2 separate regions of the Sus scrofa genome follow, and region 1 is linked to region 2. A link is a contact called in public HiChIP or PLAC-seq data. All regions are on one chromosome and are shown on one strand. The core of a region is the stretch at or near the end of the contact, and the rest is flanking DNA. Distances in the headings are between cores, read along the strand shown. Region 1 has its middle 75 kb from the start of CNGA3. Region 2 overlaps INPP4A (inositol polyphosphate-4-phosphatase type I A).

Region 1 (5,684 bases), core at 950-3,449, 130 kb after region 2:
CCAGGGATCTAACCCGCAATCTCATGGTTCCTAGTTGGATTTGTTACCACTGAGTCACGACGGAACTCCCTAATTTTCAAAATATACAAACAGCTCATACAGTTCAATAACAAAAAGCAAACAACCCAATCAAAAAATGGATGGAAGATCTAAACAGACATGTCTCCAAAGAAGACATACAGGGAGCTCCTGCTATGGCGCAAAAGGGTTGGTGGCTTGGAAGCTCTAGGATGCAGGTTCGATCCCTGGTCCAACACAGTGGATTAAGGATCCACTGTTGCTATAGCTGTGGCTTAGGTCAGGAGTTCCTGGGCTAGGGATCAGATCTGAGCTGTCTGATCCCTGGCCCAGGAACTCCATATGCCACAAGACAGCCAAAAAAGAAAAAGAAAAAGGTACAAAAAAGACATACAGATGGCCAACAGGCACATGAAAAGATGCTCAATATCACTAATTATTAGAGAAATGCAAATCAAAACTACAATGAGATGTCACCTCACACTGATCAGAATAGCATATCAAAAAGTCTACAAATGGGGTTCCTGTTGTTGCTCAGTGGTTAGAAAACTTGACGAGCATCCATTAGGACACGGGTTCCATCCCTGGCCTTCCTCAGTGGGTTAAGGATATGGTGTTGCCATGAGCTGTGGTGTAGGTCGAAGACGCGGCTTGGATCCCATGTTGCTATGGCTGTGGTGTAGGCCAGTGGCTACAGCTCCAATTTAATCCCTAGCCTGGGAACCTCCATATGCTGTGGGTGGAGCCCTAAAAAGACAAAAAGACCAAAAAATAAAGTCTACAAAAAAAAAAATGCTGGAGAGGGTATAGAGAAAAGGAAACATTCTTATACTGTTGGTGGGAGTGTAAATTGGTGCAGCCACTATAGAAAACAGTATGGAGTTTCCTTAAAAAACTAAAAATAGAATGATTATATAATCCAGCAATCCCACTCCTGGACATATAGCCAGGCAAAGCTATAATTAATGAAAAGATATATGAACCCCAATGTTCATAGCAACACTATTGAAAATAGCCAAGACATGGAAACAATCTAGGCATCCATTGACAGATGAAGGGATAAAGATGATGTGGTATGTATATAACAATGGAATACTACTCAGCCATAAAAAGAGTCAAATGATGCCATTTGTATCAACATGGATGGATCTAGAGATTATCATAGTAAGTCAGACAGACAAATATAACTCATGTAGAATCTAAAAAAATTGATAAAGATGAACTTTTTTACAAAACAGAGATAAATAGACATAGGAAATTTATAGTTATCAAAAGGAAAGGGGGGAGGGAAAATTGGGAGTTTGGGATTAACAGATACACACTACTATATATAAAATAAATAAACCACAAGGTCCTACTGTATAGCACAGGAACTACACTCAATATCTTGTAATAAACCATAATGGAAAAGAATATGAAGAAGAATATATATAAATATTTGAGTCACTTTGCAGTATACCAGAACCTAATACAACGTTTTAAATCAACTATACTTCAGTTTTAAAAAGTCAAAAAATAAAATTATATGAAGCTAGTTATCCAATGCAAAAGAAAAATTTTGAATTGTTAATGAGTTGGGAACTTAAAATCACTAAGATAAAGTAATTTGCTATGAAACAGATTTTTTTCTCATGAAAATGAAATGCTTTGACAGTTTTAATGCTGGTATGTCCATTATCTCTTTTCTGTGGAAATGGTCACTGCATTTGTCAGTTTTTATTTCCTTTTCTTTTTCTTTTTTTTTTTAGGGCCGCACACGAGCCATATAGAAGTCCCAGGCTAGGGGTCTAATCAGAGTTATAGCTGTCAGCCTACACCACAGCCATAGCAACTAGGGATCTGAGCTGTGTCTACAACCTACACCACGGCTCACAGCAACGCCAGATCCCTGACCCACTAAGCAAGGCCAGGCATCGAACCCGCATCCTCATGGATACTAGTCTGATTCATTTCCACTATGCCACAAGGGGAACCCCTATCAGTTTTTCTTGTAGCATTATTAAGTCTTAAGGAGAAGCTACATTTTCTAATGACAAATGATATTGGCTAACTGATTTTGTATATAAATACATACAAAAGAACATAGAAATGAATTTAGTAAATCACTGCCACAAACATACTGCAACACTCTTACGGAAGTCAAAAATAACTGACCTCACATCTCTTGGTCATCTGGAAGGGAAGATACACATCTGCCTTTTCCAGATTAGACTCTACCTCCCCCTGTTGGAGAGTTGTCATACTATACTTATATTAGAACAAGACCCTTTACTGCCATCTGCTGGAAATCTTTCATAACAAATACAAAAATCCATGACGGTGACAATGCAAGATGCCTCCTTAGAAGGGACTCTTTTGGGCAGTGCACAACTAGATCAACCTTATGTGGCAGCCCTGAATTGTTACTAAATGCAAGCCAACTCCTTCCTCTGGTTCTCAGCCAAAGAGTGAGAAATCTGCTCCACTGAAGGCAATACTGGCCACTTTGACCAAACACAATTCCAGACAGTACAAAGAGGACAATTCAAGAGATTTCCTGATTAATTTTGACTCCGCTTGATTTTTTTTACTTACCCAGCCTTTATATAAAGGGTGAACCTGTTTTCTTGGCATGTTTAGTCATCAGTGGTGTTCCCGTGGCTGTGGTGTACGACAGCAGCTACAGCTCCAGTTCAACCCCTAGTCTGGGAATTTCCATATGCCATGGGTGTGGCCCTAAAAAGACAAAAAATAAAAAATAAAAAAAAGAATAAAAAAAAAGAATAATACACAGCCACTCTCATGTGCTATAAAATGACATAAACTTTTGGGCAAGCAACTTAAAGAAAGTAAATCAAAAGGCTTTTGAGGGAGTTCCCGTCGTGGCGCAGTGGTTAACGAATCCAACTAGGAACCATGAGGTTGTGGGTTCGATCCCTGCCCTTGCTCAGTGGGTTAATGATCCGGTTGCCGTGAGCTGTGGTATAGGTTGCAGACACGGCTCGGATCCCGCGTTGCTGTGGCTCTGGCGTAGGCTGGCAGCTGCGGCTCCAATTGGACCCCTAGCCTGGGAACCTCCATATGCCACGGGAGCGGCCCAAGAAATGGCAAAAAAAAAAAAAAAAAAAAGGCTTTTGAAAATTCCTACACTTTGACTCACTGACTCCACTTCCAGGAATTTGCCCTAAGGAGATTAACTCCATATTTACAGTCACCTGTGCTTGGTCCTTTGCTGGGTATATTGTGGTAGGCAGAAAATAAAACAAAACAGAAAACACCTGGATCTTTAACAGAATGGAATTTAATGTAGTATGTAATCAGATTAAATCTCAATAGATAAATGCACAAAGAGAATTAAAAATCATTCATGGAAGTTCCCGTGTGGTGCAGCGGGTTAAGGACCCAGCATTGCCTCAGATGTGGTAGAGGTAGCAACTGCGGAGGGTGTTTGATCCCTGGCCCAGGAAATTCTACATGCAATAGGCATGGCAAAAAAAAAAAAAAAAAAAGCCATTCACAAAATAAGAAATGAGTAGTGGAAAGGGGTGATTAAAGACTGACCATGCTCACCATTGGCAAGACTGGGGACTCTTTTAGACTCGGGTGGCATATGTATTGATAAAGCTGTTCTGGGGGAATTAGACAGAATGTATAAAAATGCTAAATGTGTGGGCCTCTTACTCAGAATGGTATGTTTTCTTGGTTTTGTAACCACATAGGACCCTATGGAGCCTTCCCAGAACCAGACCATCTACCCCCAAGTCCTCTGCTTGTCTTTCTTTTGTCCATAGAAAAACTTTAGTCAAAGAACAAACTGAATCAGATACATGAGAAAATGCAGAAAGAAAGGAAAACAATCAAGCAAAATGAAATAATAGTTTAGCCATCCAACAAAGTCAAAGACATTTAGTTCCTCCTCAAGGACTATAGACAATATTTGGAGCCATGTCCGAATATTGCAGATACTGAAGCCCCCACAAGGGGAATAGGTTAACTGTATGCTGCCCACAAGCACATAGACCCCAGACAGGTTGGAACCAGAAGGTGGATGATGCTAACTCTCAATGACCTCACTACCCACCAATCAAAGAATGTCCCTGAGCTGACCACACTCGCCTTCACCACTCTCCCTCACCCTGTCTTTAAAATTCTTTCCCTGAAAGCCTTTAGGGAGTTCAGGTCTTTGAAGTACCAGCTACCTGGACTCTTTGCCTGGCCCTGTAATAACTGCTCTTTCCTCCACAACAACCTGGTGTCTGTAGACTGTCTTTACTGCACATAGGCAAGCAGACCCAAGTTTGGGTCTATAATAGTTTTGTTACAGGCTTCAAGCCCTCTTCAAGGGCCATGTCTCATGGTAATGTCCCTTCCCCCACCTTGTCCAGCCTGGTCTTCTCACTCCCTGCTAGAGAAGGGATGTCGTCCATTCCTCATCCTGCCTCTATATAACCTGTTCCCTATGCAAATAAGGTGTCCTGCCCACGACCAATCAGAAGATCACATTGGCTCCAGTCCACACTTGGATAAAGCCATTGCAGAGTAGCCAGGCCTCTTTTTTTTTTTTTTTTCCTTTTGTGTTTTGTTGCATTCTGTCCCGCGGGTGAGGGTCCAATCAGAGCTGTACACCGGCCTACGCAGGCACAGAGCGGGATGAGCACCTAACCAAGCTACACGCAACCCATGAGCCAGGCCCTCTGTTTTTAAACTTTTGTAACACACCTGAGTCCTCTCTCTCCTTCTCTGAAAATGTGCTTTTGCTTTAATAAATTTGTAAAATGTCCACCGTTTCAACACTTTGTCACAGTGAGTCAGGGATGGAGGAAACTGTGCTGGTATCAGTTTAAGTAACATGTCTTCTGTGACTTACAGGGTTTGCCTTTTTACTTGCATTGTCTAGATGCCCAGAGCTGATTTGATGATCAACTTTTATTAATCATTTAAATCCTAGGACCCAAAATGCATCACTTCAATCTAAATACGTGGGGCATCTGACGAACTCAAATGGAGGGATGTTCTGCAAAATAATTGGCCTCAAAAATTGTCAAGGCTCTCATTCAGATTTAAAGGAGAAATCAAAACCTTCATAGATAAGCAAAAGTTGAGAGAATTCAGCAACACTAAACAAGCCTTACAACAAATACTAAAGGAACTTCTCTAGGCAGAAAAGATGGCAAGAGTAAACAAAAATTCCACAAATGACAAGGCTCACCAGTAAAGGTATAATACAGTAAAGATATGAAATCATCCATGCACAATTATACCACCAAAATCAGAAATCATGAGAACAGGCGGGTACAAATGCAGAACACTGGAGATGAACTTGCAATTAAGAGAACAACTTAAAACAATCTCATATACATACAGACTTTTATATCAAAACTTCAGAATAACTGCAAACCAAAAATCTACAACTGATACACAAACAAGGAATCTCTGAAGAAATATATCTCATAGTAAATAAATGCATAATCCACCATGAAGGGGGTCATTTGACATCATTCTTGGAATGCTGAAGTCTTAGATCTGATTCTGATTTCCTCTCCATCAAAGAATTTATGACAATTATAATTAAATAATGCAACTGTACAATTAAATAATACAGTTCTACAATTGCATTATTAATAATCATTTCTCTCCATGGTACAATGTAAGGTCTATAATGTCTTGTTTATCACATCACATAGAAT
Region 2 (5,463 bases), core at 1,417-3,916:
CAGGTGGCACAGGGCCACAAACCCTAGGCTCCTCTCTCTGCGCCCAAGGGCAAGGCTGGCCACCGAGTCAGGACTCACCGTCTGGCAGAAGACCACGTCACGGCGGTACTGCAGGCTCAGGAAGGTGGCGATGGTGGGCGCGCTGTCCTGCATGAGCAGGAAGACCATGGCCTTCTTGGCCTTGTCGCTCATCATGGCCACGCAGTCTGTGAGGGTGGTCAGCAGCGGGTACAGGGCCTCGCTCCACTCACCTGGCACGAGGAAGGGTCAGCTCAGAAGGAAGGGCCTGCAAGGCCCCCGGCCCCCACCCGCACTCCGCCCCTGCCTCCACCCCACTAGCCGGAAGCTTCTCAGCAAACTCAGCATCAGCCCAACCCAGGGTGTGGTGACGCCCGTCTGCTCTCCCCACCCCCTGGGACACAGTGGCACTTGTGACTAGTCCCGAGCAAAGTGATAGGCTTCTGGGAGTTAGGACTGAGCGAGGAAACATGCTGTCTGCAGAGGCCAGGCCTCTCCCATGACACCACCACTCCTGTGTGGGGCGAGACCTGTCCTCTTGCTCCTCTGGATCCAGCAGCAAGGAGCGCAGCTGGGCTTGGTCTGGGTCCAGGGAAGGGCCCGGCCCCGCAGCGTCCGCGTGTCCAGTCCTCGGCGTCCCCTCCTCCCCACCCCACCTTCCTGCCCCGTGCCATCTATTTCAAGCTGAAGTTTTTGGGTTTTGGAACATAAGGAAACTCTGACCCCATCGCAACAACTTTTTAAAAATAGAACCTAGGGGAAGAAAACACGGTGAAAGGCTTTTTTGGTTTTGGCTCTTTTCCCCCTTCCTATTGAGAAGACATTTAAAAGAGAAGATATGCCCCATCATTTTATTGTTACCAGCAAGGGGCACTGGGTCATTACCTCTGGCTGAGCGCCCCCAAAACCGGGGGCAGCAGCCCGTGCAGCATGCCCTCTGAGGGTAGGGCACTGCACACCCGGGCTGTCGCTCATCTCAGATAAACAGAAACTTGGAGAGAGAGAAGGGAGCCGTGGCTCTGCTCTCTCAACCCAGGTGCCTCACTCTTTGTTTAAAAAAGCTTTCCAAGGACCTCCCTGTATTCAGTGTTTGGTTAACGCAGATTTTCAAGTCTATGTAGCAACTCAAAATGTGGAAATGATCTAAGTGTATATGCAGGCTTGCTGTATGTGGACAAGGATTCAGATCTTTAATGGAAACAAGCAGGCTTAAATTTAGAAAGGTCTTTGAAAATAAATCATGGTGACAAAGAACCCTGGATGGAGGAGTGGAAAATGTGAGTCCCAGGCCCCAGCCACCACTGAGCCGTGCTGGGCCCTAGCTGCTCCCCAGCCATAGGGTCCTTCTCAGTCAAACAGGGTGGCTGTAACTGACCACACCCATGTCTCTTTCTTCCTCTAATATTCTCAGAGACCATGTTTTTGTCTCTTTGAAGGACTCGGTTGAACCCATGTCAATTATATTCAGCAAATAAAAAGGCCAATGACCATTAAGTTTTAGTAACTAAAAAGTTTGGGGAAAGGGAGGCAGTCCTTAAGAATACTCTTTACCTAAGAAGTACCTGCTCTTAGAGCAAAGCTGCCAATTTCACTTTGCTTTTCTACTTCACCTGAATATCTGTGTAATTTATAGGCAAACTGTGATCATTTAAACCTGCAAATGATCAGGGTATACAAGGAGACCTATCTGACTAAGCAAGCTCTCTATGCAAAAAATTTTTGACTTTGCCAATTTCTGTTTAGACAAAACCCATGTAAGAATGATTCAGTTTTGCTACCTAGAGGAAGGAAAAACCAACCAAACAAACAAACAAAAAATCCACTGGAAAAAACCATCATATTGGAAGAATGTTTAAAGGCACCAGAGAAGAGGTGCAACCCTGGGCCAGAGGGAACAGCTGGATGGCTGCAGGGTTCAATGAGAGCAGGAACCACCACGTCCACAATACCAGACAGTGCTTCCCTCCCTGATCGGTTTCTCATTTAATCTACAGAGACAAGGTTGTTAACGTGGGAAGAGAACGGGCTCAGTGTCTGTGCAGACACGCAAAAAGAAGTGCTGTTTGGGTGCATGTCTGACTATGTAGCGAGGAGTGGTTGGAGAGAGAACATTTTAGGTCAACATGAAGAAAAACCAAAATGTAAAACTTCCAAACAAAATAAACTTCAGTGACAGTGATGAGACGCTACCGGAAGTGAGTTAAGGACAGATGTCTGGGATGTTAAGGCTGGTGAAGGGAGAGGTTTACTCTGCCTCTTGCGTCAAGAACGTCTTCCTATTCAACCATGCTCCAATAAAATTAAAAAAATAAAAAAGTCTTGCTATTAAAAAAAAAAAAACGAAAAAAAAAAAAAAAAAAAACACAGTGATTAAGCAGTCTCCTCTGTGACACAGCTGGTTCCCCTTTGGGGTGAGCGCCTCGGCCAGCTGCTCTCCTGGAACATTCACTGGCTGGTAGCCATGCCAGGACCATGTACTTCAGATAACTTCTATCTGGGATTTTTTTTTTTTTTTTAACTATATTAACAGGAGAGAGAGGAAGGAAGTAGGGAGACAGAGGAAATGTGTGTGTCTTCACTCTGACTCAATACAGCTCTGTGGGAAGAGCTAAAGGAACTCTTGGCAGGGTCCATTTTCATCCATCTGACATCAACTGTGGACAAGCCACCAGAGCTGGAAATGGCCCAGCTGACAAAATGAGCAGAGTTACACAAGCCAGGCCCTGTCTGCGCATGGGCTGGGGACCCACCCGACTTCCCGCCAATTCTGCAAACTGCAGGACACCCAGGGCTGAGTGTGCCCCCACCCACTACGGGGCAGGCACGGGCGGCCCCCAGCCCTTCCCTTAACTGCCAGGGATGGTCCCTGATGTCCCTGCCATGGGCTCAGGGGAGATGGAGCAGGGTGCAGGCACTGGCCTGCTATGGAGGTAAGCTGATGGGGAACAGAGGAGGCAGACAACAAGGAGGAGGAGGCCCAGACCAGGAGAGGCACTGGAAGGGGAGGCACCAGCTAACTGCCTGTGCAGGGACCAGGCCTCAGAGATCCAGAAGGTCCAGCCCTGGAACTGGAGACCCGCTCAGGGCCAGACTGACTTCTAGGAAGAGAGAAACTGAGGCGCTGAAAGCAAACAGTGGGGTTTATGAGGTAGCAGATTGCCCAGCGATGAGCCAACTCCGAATGGGGCTCTGGGGTCAGCGCAGCAAGCCAAGCTGAGGTCACAGCTGCCGGGCAGAGTGTGGAAAATCACACAATTGCAGCTTACTGCACTCTAACTGTAAAGCAGGTATCCTGCTAAGTTAGATTTACATCCAGTCAAGAACATGTAATCCTCAGGCTGACTGGGTAGCTGCTTTTCTGGAGTTTAAGGGGAAAAAAAAAGGCAGCACTATATTTGGGGGGGTGTCTCATGCTCACCCTGGGAAAACCACAGGTCACATCCAGGGAATAAAATATGAATTAGAGCAGGGGTCGGCACATTTGTTCTGTAAAGGGCTAGACAGTACATCTTTTAGGCTTTGGAGGCCACGGGGTCTCTGTTGCAACACTGGCATTGCCTTGCAAAAGCAGCCATGGACGGATGTGAATGAATGGGCCTGACTCATTTCCAGGAAAAAGGTATTTACAGGAGCAGGCAGTGGATGGGATCTGGCCTGAGCTGAGCCATAAACGTTGATTTCTACATGCAAACGCAGCAGGAAGATGCCACGGTGAGTGTTAATGGCACCTGCAGCCCACGGCAGTGCCTGACAGGAATTCTAAGGCTGCAGCCAGACTCAGCGGAGCAGATGCGGTGTGATTCCAGAGTTGCAGTATCTGCAAGGGTGCAACTTTTTTGGTGACCCCTCCCCTTGTAACGCTTGCAAGTTCAGGGGAAACCATAGGAAGCCTCGTTTACAAACATGGACCTCTCCTAACAGGCCACCCTCTTTCCGAAGCCCAATGCGCTCACGGACACTAGTCGTCTGAGAAGGTTTTAGGATGGGAAAGTGAGAAAAGGCATGAGCCCCCATATGACTTCCAGCCTTGGCCCCCAGCCCGACTGGCCAGCCTCTCACCAAACCTAGCAAGAGTTGCTACATGAAGCAACTCCTAAAATATTTTCCTAACACTCAGAGTACAAGATCATCTTTGACAATTTGCTACAGACACAACCTGAGTATTAAAAAGGCATCTGCAGAAGCCTTGAACGGAAACCACGTACCTGGGCTGGCCTCTTCAGGAGGGGGACTGCAATCTGCACAGAAATGGAGGGTGACATGGATGATTAAGGAGCAGCACACAGTTCAAACACCAACAACTCAATGCTTAGTGCAACTGCAGCAGCAGCTGGCAGTAAGCTGGCCCGACTGACTGGAGAAGAGGTTGGGGCCAGCCTGCCTCTTCCCAAGAAGTCACACGACGGTGGCTGGGCTTCCTGGGGCTCACTGCCCAATTCACTGCCATAAACACTCATGTTGCTGATACGGCAACATAAAATGCTGACACGTCACAATGCGATAGAGCCCCACGTCCATCACACTGTATGTGCCAGAGCCCATGGTGGCTCATGACAGCTGGAAGCAAAACTTGCAGTGAGAGAGAATGACTAGTGAATGGAGTGTCCAGTTCAGAGCGCACTGCCCTGACTGCGGAACCTGGGCCAAAGGTCAACTGCTGAGATCCTAAAGGTTAGGATCCAGTCATGAAATCCATATACCAAACACATCCCTGCCAATCTTTCATGTGGAAAACAAATGCAGAACCTTTGGGATGGACAAAAGCCTAGAATCAGAATGTCCCTCCAGGTCCCTCGAAGAATCCCAAGTTTAATTCGCTTCACCTCTGCTGAGTCACTTTGGGAAGTACTCGTTTTAGTCTCCCTCCTTCTCTTAAAAATCCTACAATTTCTAGTTAACTGGGTGTGCCACCTCAAAGAAAAAGGTTTCGAAAGGGATCCCTGTGAGTAAACGTTTATTTTATGTCTCAAGTTTTATTTCATGTCTCAAGAAGAATGTGTTAGGGTATTGATATGGGTGGGTTTCAGGTCCCCAAGAATAGCCAGAACCAGCTGAATGAAGACTTTACAACCTGGATTGTCCGGAAGGGCAGTGGCAAGGGATCTTCTCTCTAATCGTCTTTGGCAATGACTTCTTAACTGGCCAAGGGGACAGAAATAGAGCAAAATGAAAGGCCTCTGTGAACAGAAGACTCCAGCTTCTACATCAGAGCTCAGATATCCTGAGATCATCTACTTAACAAAGAGGGGGACCACTATGGGGTGGCATGTGGCAGAGAAGTGACTCTTGAACATCTGTCTGGCTAAAATCACAATTACCCCAGGCCTTGGAAAAAATACAGATCTCTGCCTCACCATAACCCTTCCTCCAAGAGTCTCTATGAGGAGAAGGGTTGCAAAGCCTGTTTTCATGATCCGTGGTGATCCCTAACAGCTGGGCTGGGAC

What was found. HiChIP or PLAC-seq counts read pairs in DNA pulled down with a chosen protein or histone mark.
Region 1: a contact with region 2 is called in an H3K27ac HiChIP or PLAC-seq map of alveolar macrophages. The contact joins two enhancer-like sites. A contact is called at or near these places in 2 of 47 Hi-C or Micro-C datasets (embryonic fibroblasts and fetal skeletal muscle) and 1 of 2 datasets of contacts at active chromatin or transcription factors (alveolar macrophages).

What each region holds. Positions count from the first base shown.
Region 1 is chr3:55,858,377-55,864,060 of Sscrofa11.1, forward strand. No RefSeq gene overlaps it. Among named protein-coding and RNA genes, the nearest start is that of CNGA3, 75 kb to the right of the region's middle. Within about 2 kb of position 2,200, at least 3 of the 83 cell types and tissues checked have an H3K27ac peak or open chromatin away from gene starts, as enhancers often do. A contact at or near this core is called in alveolar macrophages, where this site is marked.
Region 2 is chr3:55,729,100-55,734,562 of Sscrofa11.1, forward strand. INPP4A (inositol polyphosphate-4-phosphatase type I A) reads right to left here. Exons shown (of 24, transcript NM_001143930.1): 16 at 4,224-4,256; 17 at 79-251. Among named protein-coding and RNA genes, the nearest start is that of INPP4A, 29 kb to the right of the region's middle. Within about 2 kb of position 2,667, at least 19 of the 83 cell types and tissues checked have an H3K27ac peak or open chromatin away from gene starts, as enhancers often do. A contact at or near this core is called in alveolar macrophages, where this site is marked.